3 separate regions of the Danio rerio genome follow, and regions 1 and 3 are each linked to region 2. Evidence: chromatin contacts called from public HiChIP or PLAC-seq and Micro-C data. All regions are on one chromosome and are shown on one strand. The core of a region is the stretch at or near the end of the contact, and the rest is flanking DNA. Distances in the headings are between cores, read along the strand shown.

Region 1 (4,220 bases), core at 286-2,785, 160 kb before region 2:
TTTATTCCCAAGGTTATCAGACCGTCAGAATCTTATACCGTCCCATGCCTAGTGTTCACATGTGAATGTTCAAATAGGGTACCCTGAAAACCTGGCCCACATTCAATAATGTCACCTCTCACATTATACATATTTTTTATTGTTAGAAAATCTTTTTTTTTTCCTCCATCTGATCCATGACTGTGAACATCTGACTCATGAAATGTATTTCCCTTTGGAAGTTCCGTACAGTCACATGAGATAGAGGTAAAGTTGGTTTTATATTCATACATTCGTTCATTTAGAAGTCTCTATAATGTTTACCATGTTACTTTGAATATTAGATCTGAAATAGCATGCAAGTGTGACTTGAAAACAACATTAACACTGTTTATTTGACTATGAACAATGTTGTACTTTTATAGTCATTGGCTGCTAATATGATTTCACTATTTAGAGTTTGCAAATAACACTTTTATGGAATTATATTATTAAGGGGAAAGTCTGAATGTGCGAATATAAAACTAACTTTACCTCTATTCACATGAGCTGCTTTTATTTGCTTTCTAAATGTCTTTGTATATAATTTATTTTCTTTTGTAACAATGAATTAAGAAAAAGAAAGTCTTCTAACTTAGAAATTAAGCCAAAGCATTAAAGGCAATTAGCTTTACTTACACCACATGACATTCAAGTTAACTGTGTTAATGCATTTTTAAAAACGCATTAGCTTTTCAACGCTTGCCTTTAATACAATCTGGTAGGTGTTTATTTGTTGATATTTTGTTATCACGTCACTCATTGGCCCATTTCACAGCTACCTGACGTAGGTTTGCGGTGTTCAACCTTACCCCCGGTGTGACCTCCTTCGCCCTGTACTGGCTCTTGGAGAACACATCAATCAGATCGGTTAATTCCTCGCTCCTACTAGCCATCATCATCGAGCCGTCACCCGCCTTCTGCTCGATCCGAACCCGCCCTTCCTTAAAAAGCGCAGCTCCCTGATGCCGAGAGGATCCTCCAGGCCATCCTTTCAGGGCAAGCTTCTTCCTCACAGCCCGTTTTAAGGCACCGGGGCCGGAGCCGGGAACACGTCCCGAGTTCAGGGTCCTGGCAAGGTGATGCCCCTCCACAGCACTGGTGATCAAAATAGCCCGTTGCCGACTGTCTTTAACGACACGAGGAATACTTCAAGGTTTCTTACCACTGTAATTTCATCAGAAAGAAAAAACGAAGAGTTTTGTCCATTTATTAAGAAAACCACGCGTTGCTGTGTCCCTTCTTTTGCTGCCCTCACATCAAAACCCCGCATCCCACTGAAGTGAACTCAACACCCGGTCACCAATCACAGGAAACCCGCACGCTTTTCGACCTCAAGTTTTTAAAACGTCTAGATATCGTTGTGAAGACAATACCTTCAATGTTGCTTACAACGCCAGAACGATCAGTGGTGCGAAAATGCACACGAAAGAGCGCTTTTGTAATACTGCAATGATATTTAGCCGTGTTTGATGTAGCAAAGGAACTTTAACCAGGGCCAGTAGTAAACAGGAAACTGACGTGATCATGTGATCCATACTTCCTGAAAGGTACGTCAAGCGCAAGCGTCACCGAACCGGTTGTCATTTCATTCCCGATAGGTCGCTCTTGCATCGTCTTTTGATATTACTAAATCGTATGTTCGCAAAACCTGTTTTACTATAAATACCAAGATTAACGTTAATAATAAGGCTATCCGGACTCTTTTCCAAAGAGAAAAGTGTGGCTGTTACAACAGAAATGTCATGTTATATATAAAATTAAAGAAATATTCTATAAACTTCTCCACAGATTTTATCCAGCAAAACATTATTTTAAAACATTTAAAATCGGAATTGATGTGAATTGTATTTTTTTGTCAAGAATATGAGGAGACTGCTTTACACTTATTTTGGCATTGTGAATACTCAGTCAACTTATGGAGTGAGATGCAAAAAAAAAAAAAAACAATTAATAACAAATTACAGTGTTCTAAACCTCTCTCATGGTGTGAAAATGTACTTTTTGGCTCTACTGTGTAGTCAAGGGGAAACTAGTTTTTATTTAATTAATTTATTATTTTGCTAACAAAATTTTACATGCATAAATGTAAATTTACCAATAAGACACCAAAGTTTAAGGTATTGATGACTGAATTATGCTTATATTAGTAGTATTAAAGACTAAATAAGAATTTATAGACTAAATAAGAAAGCCCTACCCGCTTTAAAATGTTTAAAATGAACATTATTTATTGGATTATTACATGTACATTTTGTATATTCGTATTTGATTACCCCCTGGCATGTATAATTTTGTGCTGTTAAAATATTATAATAAAAAAAGATTGCTCTTGTTGTTATTAAAGCCATTCCTATCGCGTTTGTCTAATTAAAGAAATAGTTTATTCTACCCTTGTAACCCCAATTGTTATTCCTGTGTTAAAGGCTGTGATTTTAAAGCATGTAATTTTTTTTAAAAGATTAGAAATCTATTTAACAACATTTTATATCCTTTAGCAGTTTATAGAAATAAAATTTCAAATAAATTCTCTAAAGATACCATTCACATACTTAGAACTAAACATTTAAAGTTTCCTCTGTCTTCAAAAACTAAAGAAGTTCAATTTAAAATTTGAAGTGGGATATATCCATCAAATTAATATTTAAAAATTTGATTTATATTTGAGTCTAATAAATGTATGCTTTGTGATGATATTGAAACAACAGATCATTTGTTTTTTCACTGTATGTTTGTGAATGCATTATGATTGGTCGGATGTTTATGACTGGCTTTACCCAAAGATTCCACACCTCAGGGTCTTTAATTTGAATGACATTATTTATGGACCTGTAATGGACAGTAAGGAAGATGCCTTTCTAATCAACAACATCCTTATGCTTGGAAAATTTTACTTACATAAATCAAAATATTTGAAGGTGAAACCAATGTTTTGTGCTTTTTACAATGAGATTTTTTTCTGATAAAAAAATTTCTTAAGATAATAAAAACAAAAAGTGCAATAAATCTTCCATCTTTAATAGAAAAGTATAAATTACAGGAAATCCCCTGGTGCTTTTTATTTATTTATGTTATTTTAAGATTTAGATATGTATATTATTTTACTTATAATTATTTTCTGTAAAATATTATTTGTTCTTTATTTGCACCTGTATAAATTATAATCTTCTTATTATTTTTTCTCCGAAGTAAGACACCTGGTATGTTTTTTAACATCACACAGGACAATGATACAAAGCAGTAATTTCCCATTCCATTTGCTTATTATTATAATGATATAAAATTTGAACAATAAAAACACACTTGGAGTCTTTATCTAATAAAGTAATTATTATTTTTTTTATATTACAATAGAGAGGAACACTATAAACATAGCTGTTAGCAGTTAAAAGTCAGGAAAGGGTACACATTTTTGAAGTGTTTTCTAGATACTGCCAGACAATCTCCCTTATCAGATTCAAAAAAATAAATTTTTGAACATTTGTTGGTTTAAGCTACGTTTTTGTAAAGCAAAATGTGCAGGTGTCATGGGGGTATGTGGTTAGCACTGTCGCCCCACAGCAAGAACGTCACTGGTCCAAATACTGGCTGAACCAGGAGGCTTATCTGTGTGGAGTTTGCATATTTTCCCCATGTCTGCTTGGGTTTCCTCTGGGTGGTCCAGTTTCTCCACAGTTATGCGCTATAGTTGAACTAAATAAAGCAAATTGGCCATAATGTTTGGTTGGCTTAATGAATGGCTTATTCCCTCTTGGAGCAGGAAATAAGCTGAAGGAAAGTGAGTGAGTGAGTGAGTGAGTGAGTGAGTAAAGCAAAATCTGTTGAAGATGGTGACCCATGTTGGAGAGTAACTCATGAAATATATATTTTTTATTACATGAAGTTCTTATTGTTCATTTAAATATTTGTGTCTTACAAAAGACTTAAAGATTTATCTTACAATGAAATCTAGGACCAGAGGCTTGAGAATTTCCTGATAAAAAGGGAACAACTCGAACTTTGACTCCTTAAACGTCGACTTCATTCTGATAATAAAGGCTTGGTGAACATTTTCAGACAAACCACCAGTCAGTGATCTGCGGATATATGAAACATTCACGCATCAGTCATTGGAAAAAGAAGAGGTGAAATGCTTACAGAACAGGCATAAGCAGTTGTAGTGAATTTTGTTCAAAGGGAAATATTCATAATTAATTCTAATT
Region 2 (4,436 bases), core at 1,053-3,552:
CAACAAACACCATTTTGAACATCAAGTCCTCATCACCCTCTTCCTGTGATAAAAACAAACAAAATTAAATCAACGTTTACTGTGACAACGTTTAAATGAACATCAATAATTGAATTTTTAGTCTTAATCTATATAAGGCAATGATATGATTAAGGTGTTTACATGAGTTGCTTTTTGAATGTTCCTTTCATGATCTTGTTTTACATGTTAAAGCACGTAATTTAACTAGCATCACTACGTCACCACGCTATCCACATATACCGAATGATACCGCATTCTATGGGGTTGGGGGGGGGGGGTGTCTGTCTGTCTGTCTGAGGTCCAAAAATCAGAAATTGTGAAAATCCTACACAACGGTAATAGTTTAAGGTGTTTACATGTATGTACTGCACTTCAATAATAAAACTAAAATTGGCATACTCCACGTCTTAATTCAATTTCTGTTTAGTTCAAATATGACCTTAATCAGATTAACCAAAAATCACTGTTTAAGACTCTTAATCAAGAGTATTGTCCTAATCGTATTAAAATCAGATTATTAGTGTCCATGTAACTGTACTCAAAGTTTAATTTTAGCCTGTTACCATTGAGTCAAATAAATTAACATGAACTATTTATAATTAAATATCCTCAAATAAAAAAGTGTTTGAGGATATAGACGCATCAGGTATTAATACATTTTTAAATCACTTTTATTAAGCAAATGAGTTCTAGAAACAGCACAAACATCAAATCTTAAAATCGTGAGCTAGTTTTAAATGTGGAGAATTAAAAAGAATCTGTTTCTTCAAATGACAAAGTATTTTCTAACAGAATGATTAAATGATTGTTATTGATCCCAATGAATAAGGCAACTATTTGACAATTATTCAAACAGTTATTTGTGGAGCGCTGTGGACAAATCAGTGTTCAACTGGTTTAAACAATGGATTTACCTCATTCTCTAGTTTGTTAAAGTAATACATTGCGGCCTCCTCTGCAGACACATTCTGTGTGTGTAAGAGTGCCTGTAAGAAAACGCCAAAAAACAATTCCAAAGACATGTCATTACAAGGCACCAAACATATTAACTAGGGTAAAGTTGGTTTTATATTCACACATTTGTTCAGTGACAACCTATGACAAAGTCCCTATATTGTTTACCACGCTACTTTGGATATTCAGTCAGAAATTGCATGACTTCAAAACAACATCAGCACTATTTAACTGACTGTGAACCATGTTATACTTTGATCATCTTATGATTTCCCTATTTAGAATTTGCAATGAATACTTTTCAGAAAATATAGCACTAAAGAGAAAGTCCAAATGTGTGAATATAAAACCAAATTTAACCTCAATAATATCATTCAACAACTTTTATTAGTGCACGGTTCTGCAAATACAAAATGTCCAGGACACATAATGCTCTGACACTTAAAACGGGTGCATATTTTGACATTGACAAATTAAAGCAAGCACTTTAGTCAATACAATCCTCGTCAAATTAATGAGTTAGGTGTAATTTGTAAAGGTGTGAAGTCCACCTGCTTGGCTGCTTCCTCGGGAATGTCCAACTCTCTGAGCTGCTGCAGGAATACAGGGTTCACTTCCTGCTGGGACTCCATTTCTAAAATACAAACATATACATTTTACACTCCTTACTGCCATATGTCACGGTTTTCAAATAGATTTCTTGTCAAATTCTAGTTGAAGTTAGCATTATTCCTGGATGTAACGTCAGTGTTCGGATTACAGGCAGATCACTGACGCTAGTTCATGTGGAGATATGCTATAGATTGAATGAAACTGGGGCGTTTGGTTTGAAAAGAATGAACACAGTGTGTTTCACTGCCCACGCCTCCAGATTCGTATAAATGCAACAGAAGACGCGTTAACGTAAATATGTTAAGGTTTCCATTGCACGCTGTCCAAGTTTACGCCAGATTTTGTTATGCTAACGTTAGCATTGCCGCTAATTCTGTGAATTTTTAAGAATCCAACATAAAAAGCAGTTCAAGACACTCGTGTTCTGTAGTTTAGAGTGGTAAAGAGCACGTCTCTTACCTGCTTTACTGCACTAGTGAACGAGCGATTATCAGCCAGTGAGACTGTGAGCTTCTTATCGAGCGATTGTTTCGTCTTCTTACCCTCAGGTTGGCATAGAGTCATTTGTGATACGCGGTTATATTAAACAGTTTATTCCCATTAAATGCTGCTTATTTTTAAGCACTTTGCTGCAACAATGGCTTTGCACGCAAACGTGATTTACACATTACCGTATACACAGAGTTCATAGGTCACGTTGGTTGGTTTCATTTCCGGGTTAACGTAGGAAACGCTACAAAGAAATGGACACCGAATAGTTGTTTTTGTCCTTTGAAACATTCTAAAAAATTGTATAGGCTTCACCTACATTGTAGTCATCCACACAATGTATCTTAAATTGTCCTCGCGTTTGATTAAGATTCCCTTTTTCATTATTCGATTCCCTACCAAGTGGATGGCGTAAACAAATAATAAAAAAAACTACAAACATGGCGGAAACGCGTAAGGTCAAAGGTACGTCACCATGCCGTCATTAAGAGGATTTTTTTCTCTGTTAGATCAGATTAATGACTTTTGAATTTTGGATGTCATGTTAAAATTGTATATTTGTTGTTCAATTTAAAAAAAAAAAATAAATAAATAAATAGATCAGATAAATGTCTACTTTATAAATATTTTACTTTTACTTGCTAAATGTCACATCCATAAATACAAATTCTCCAATAATAAACCGGTTTTTAAGATATTCATAAAATAATTGAAACTGTACTTTGAAATACTTTCTGGTTCAGGAAACACTAAGGCTAGGAATCATTATCTGGTCGGAAACACTATCTGGTCATGCCCTATTTAAAATGCCCCTGTAACAGCGGTACTTCGTTTAGAAATACTTACACTCTTAATATTGTATTTTTATTTTAAGCTTTACTTTATATGTATTTCTTGTTTAACTTATTGTATTTTTCTTCTTCTTTACTGTTTTATCCCTCTGGCATCTGGTATGTTCCTAGTTCATAATGTTTCATTTTGTAATAACTTACTGTTAAAAAAAAAGATCAGATTAATGTATTTATACGAAAGTTTAGAGTTGACACTGAGTAGTGCTGTTCCTTTTGTGTGAATGCTGATGAAACGGAGGTACTTATGGTCATGTCATTACAATCAAGAGTTTTGGAATAATATAGATTTCTTTATTAAGGTGAAGTATCTACCTGAATTTTCTACACAAATGAAAATTATTATTTTGGGTTTTTTTTAACTCGGACCCCACAAAAGAAAATAATGTGTTTTTAATCAATTTGATTATTTTCTTGAGTAAATTTTACATTCACAAATGCAAATTCACAAATGCTTTTAGGATCTTTGTATGAGTAACCTTAAATTAAACCTTGCATTTGCAAAAAAAAAAAATGTTTTTTTTTTTTCCTTTTCTCTCTTCTCTTTATCTCAAATGTTATATTTTTCCATTGTTTCATACTGTACTGTACTTTTTGTCAATGCCATTTGTTGATTAATACTGTAATTTTGGTTTCATTTACTGTTATGTATGTATTTATGTTCCTGGTTTCAGCAATAAAAAAGTAAAAAGATCATGTTAATGTATTGAGCCTACTGTAAAGTGTTTTGGGTTGACTTTTTCAGTTTCATAAAAAGAATTATTTCCAAACGTTTGTATTTCCCACAAAAATGTATTCTTTGGTTACTCTCTGAACTCTGAATGAATCCTTCTCATTGTAAATTTATTATTAATTTATTATCTTTTCTAGCTCATTTTTACATCCACAAATGTACATTTTTAAAGAAACACCCTTTCTTTCAGGAAGGACTTCGATTTATTTGTGAACTCCTTAAAAGACTAACAATGATGTTGCATGTAAAACGCTTTCTTGGTGTAAATCATTTAAACTTGTTTAACCCTTTTTGTCTCGTTCATATTGTATCTTTGTAAATGTTCTTTCTTGCATAATGTAAATAATAACAAGGATAATAATAAGATTAATTGGTAAAAGCCAAAAATATTAGGGCTCACAACACTGCTACATTATATGAGTGTTTGGACTAAAAAATATAATATTATTATAATTATTCCTCAGAAGAAAGACAAAAAGGTTTATTACATTATTCAACTTCTTGTTGTCTAAAAATATATTATTTTCAGTTCCTGCACACCCAGTCACAATATAATGTACACCCAATCACAGTAAACAACCCAAAGTGTTTTAACCACCAACAACAACAGAGACTGACAGAGCTTTCCAGATGTAAACTTTATTTATCCTATTTATTAAACTGATGCATAATGTTGACTTTGAATGCCCAACACAATGCCACTTTAGTTCATGTGATGTTATGAAAAAGACACCGGACCTTAAATGTAAGTTTTCACAATACACATACATTCAGAAATG
Region 3 (4,149 bases), core at 1,380-3,879, 210 kb before region 2:
GCTGTGAGGCGACAGCACTACCTACTGTGCCACTGCATCGTCTATATTTTTGACCAGTCATTATTAATTAAAATGATGAACTTTGTATGTTAGATTATTTTAAATGGCAGCATTAAACACAAAGATGCATTATGCACCAGTATACCATTGCATTTGTTTGGAAAGGCACTTTTCCCTCAGCTGTAAACTCTTTACAACTTTAAATCATGTCTAGCATGCGTATGTATGACAAAACTAGATGCTTCTTGTGGCCTGTAATGACAGTCATTTATAAATAATATAAATAAAATCAGTTTTAATTTAAGTATTAAGATCGATGACAGTAATATTGGTTTAAATAAAATTATAATCTAAATAGAATATTTAATCAAATAGACCACTGCTTGATATTTTTTATGTCAATTCCAAAAATCAGTATTTACCTGGAAATATCCCAGCAAAGTAATAATTAATAGAAGTACTAAAAAATGGAAAAATTAGACATTACATTTTAAAGCATTCCTGTGAAGATTGTTTGCGCATTTCAGTGATTTATTAAATTGAAATATTAGTATAGAAATAGCATTAAATCAGGATGCTGTAACAATATATTGTTACAGTAAAATGCACAGGACAATTTTAAATAATCAGGAAGAAATTAATTCACCACATAAATGTTTTCAATATGACTTTTATATTAAAAGGGGGCATTGTGAAGGGAAATTGCCATAACTGCCAAAAGAATGCATAATTTTTAAACAGATATTCATAATACTTTATGAAGATGAGATAGATCTGAGGATAAGTTTGACAAAGAATGAAGAACAAAAACAGAAATGAGAGGTAATCACGGTCTGCTTTACTTTGATGAGAGCAAAAGAGAGCTCGCTAGTACTTCAGTGAACTCCTGATGAATTACAGCCATTATGTATATTGTACATTTTGTTTAAAAACTTCTGGCCAATTGATTATAGAGCAGGGGTTTCAAATTCAGTTCCTGCATAGTTTAGTTAAAAACCTTCTTTAACACACTTAAGCTGCGGTCACATTGCACTTTTCACCCCCGACTTCTATTCATATGCATGCGAATGCAATAGACCAGAAACATAAGCTCTTGCAACAAGTTTCACATGTCTTTACATAGCAATGTTCAAGCTTGGTGAACTCAGACCTGCAAAATCACATCACGTGGTTGTGTGAGACTGAGACCAATAATAGATCAAAACATGACCTCAATAAATCCATAAGCATTTTTTTTTCACCAAGACATCATTATGGGGTGGCACGGTGGCTCAGTGGTTAGCACTGTCACCTCTCAGCAATATGGCCACTAGTTCCTGGACAGGAGGCATTTCTGTGTAGAGTTTGCATGTTCTCCCTGTGTTTGAGTGGGTCTCCTCCAGGTGCTCCAGCTTTCCCCACAGTCCAAAGACATGCAGTATAGGTGAATTGGATAAACTAAATTGGACGTGGTGTATCTGTGTGTAAAAGAGAAAGTGTATGGGTGCTTCCCAGCACTGGGGGTTCATGAGTTAATGTACTCAATGCAGGGTTGGGGCCGGAAGGGCATTCGCCTTATAAAACGTATACGGTATACCAAAATAATTAATGGTTCATTCTGCTGTGGCAGCCCCTGATAAACCATGGACTAAGGTAAAGAAAACTTGAGTGGGAAATTATTGTATAAAATGCAAAAGGGAAAAAGATTACTTTACCTGTTCTAAAGGGGTTGTTTTAAATAAGCAACTTGAGATGTAAAAGTTTTTTTCACATTTTTTTAATATAGATAGATAGATAGATAGATAGATAGATAGATAGATAGATAGATAGATAGATAGATAGATAGATAGATAGATAGATAGATAGATAGATAGATAGATAGATTTACAGACTCTCTAGAATCATGCGACAACCCTCATGATTATATTCTTCAAGAGACCTCTCTATCGTTGTGTATACTGTTAAAGTTTCACAATGTTATTATCATTTATTCAACAGCCTGTTTTTAATTTTTGTTTTTCATTAGGGTGATATTTCATTCACTGTGGGAGCGAACAACCGCGAGAATTTTCTAAAAACGCTTTCTTCAAACCTAATACCTACTCATATCACATTATGATTCACATGCACACGGCAAATTTCAACAGATAAATCTCCGTCTAAAGGACTGATTAAGTGGTCAAAATCATGTAATTTATATACGTGCAAAATAAGTATCGTTCCAACAAGACGTCGCAGTTTGAACACACACATTCACACGCAATCCTGCCAGCATGGTTGCACAAAATGTTTATTAATTGCCTAAACCTGTACGGTGTCATTACTTATAGCCGTTGCACTTTTCTTTACCCTTGATTAAATCTTGCAGTGTAATAACTAAAATATGTTTTTATTTCGTCAAATCATTTTAGAGTAGGCTAAAGTAATTAAAAGCAAACTTACCGCACAGATATCAGCGTTTGTTCTCCACTTATTTTATTCTCAAGTGATTTTTCGTTTGTTCTCGTCGTTTGTGTGAGATGCCATCACCTATCCACTCTTCCAACAATCCCACCTGATTTATTAATTGTTCCGATACCAGTTTATATTTTTGCTTCTCAACAAACTGCTCAACATCAGTCGACCGACGCACACTTCCCTCCGCTTCTAGTGGTTGGATGTGAAATGATGCGCATTTATTCAGTCACGGGTGGAAAGTACACACCCATAGCAGCCAAATGGTGCAGCTCATTGGAACGTCAACTCGTGGATGAACGTATTTACAAACCCTGCGAATATTATCAGTTATGAAAAGACGAAGAAAATGGTCTAAGAAATTATTTTTTTTCTTCAATGTTCTCAATGTAAGATCATGGGTTAAATTTTGAAATAAGCCAAATAGTCTATTGCAATTTATTTTAGTCATGCTCGGATTTCCTTTTATTGTGAGGGTTAAATAAGAGTTTACTGAATTCGGATTAGATCACAAAATCCAATCTTGACACCAATCACCTCTGACTGTCAAAAAAAATTGGCATTCTTTTGATTAAATAAATAAATTATTGATACTAACTAGAGTGGGAATCAAAAACAAAACTTTTAATAATCTTATAATAATCTGTAGTAATCTTTACATACATTTTTTTCAAAATTAATTTCTATCATGTAGCATAAACATTTGCATTTTTAATTTAGTTAAGTGTTGGACATGTTGCCACTTTATGATTTAAAATGCATATATATAAATATATATATATATATATATATATATATATATATATATATATATATATATATATATATATATATATATATATATATATATATATATATATATATACAAGATGGTGTTTCTTTGTTTTTTTTACAGCAGCCAAACTGTTTTATGTGGTCTCATTAAGAGCATTAGTAATCCATATACCAAAGTGTGTAACTAAATCAGGGTGATCCAATCCCATTTTACTTTAGAAAAACTGGCACAAAAGTACCTGATTCTGCATAGCAAAATTGGGTATTTCCAAATTCAAATCTGATTCAGATTAAACTTCTTGTGCTACAAAAGTCTAGGTTGAAGTTTTAAAAAAAAAATATCCCATTGGGTCCTTCTGTAATGTGAAGGGACTCTGAAAACAGGGAGTGTGGATCCAAACGCAGGTTTTATTAGCAGGGAATGGTCCGACAAGCAACAGTCAACACAGGTGCAAATAGATGTATAAAGGCAATACAGAGTAGTGGTCGATAAACAGGAAAATGGTCAAAAGGCAAGCAGCAGACAGGAATAAACAAACGAAACAAAGCAAGGATTAAACACAAAAGGCAAGGCATGGAAAATGTGTCGTAATGCTAACAGTACAGTTTACAAGACTCAGCAATGAGACTGCCAAAGTGAGCCGTATATATGTGTGTGTTATCAGACAGTCGATGAGCAGCATCAGCTGTGGAAGTGTAATTAATGGAACAGGTATGTATGTGTGTTGCATGACTGGATCTTGTAGTCCATATGCCAGTAGATTTGTAGTCCTATGTGATCTGTTTGTTTGCAAGTAATCTGTAAAGATTAGATCCCTGGTGATTGTGACACCTACTTATAAAGCTAACAATGTGCCTAATTTTCACCCTGTCAGATAATACCCATTATCAAGAATCACACAAAAAATAACATTGACTGTTTGTTCAAACTACTTAAACTAT

What was found. Hi-C and Micro-C count contacts between places; a contact is called where the count stands out from the background. HiChIP or PLAC-seq counts read pairs in DNA pulled down with a chosen protein or histone mark.
Region 1: a Micro-C map of caudal fin shows a contact between it and region 2, with 7 times the contacts expected there. The contact joins the promoter of mtmr14 here to the promoter of si:dkey-19e4.5 in region 2. A contact is called at or near these places in 2 of 18 Hi-C or Micro-C datasets (caudal fin and hematopoietic stem cells) and 2 of 4 datasets of contacts at active chromatin or transcription factors (embryo and gastrula embryo).
Region 3: an H3K4me3 HiChIP or PLAC-seq map of embryo shows a contact between it and region 2, with 5 times the contacts expected there. The contact joins the promoter of si:dkey-43k4.5 here to the promoter of si:dkey-19e4.5 in region 2.

Annotation. Positions count from the first base shown.
Region 1 is chr6:20,168,219-20,172,438 of GRCz12tu, forward strand. mtmr14 (myotubularin related protein 14) reads right to left here and starts at 1,536. Exons shown (of 19, transcript XM_009302320.5): 1 at 831-1,536. The coding sequence starts at 920.
Region 2 is chr6:20,328,326-20,332,761 of GRCz12tu, forward strand. si:dkey-19e4.5 reads right to left here and starts at 2,303. Exons shown (of 7, transcript NM_001326571.1): 1 at 2,047-2,303; 2 at 1,527-1,609; 3 at 936-1,007; 4 at 1-43. The coding sequence starts at 1,607. plxnb1b (plexin b1b) reads right to left here. Exons shown (of 39, transcript XR_012407913.1): 39 at 4,277-4,436.
Region 3 is chr6:20,119,070-20,123,218 of GRCz12tu, forward strand. si:dkey-43k4.5 reads right to left here and starts at 2,630. Exons shown (of 3, transcript XM_073954023.1): 1 at 2,422-2,630.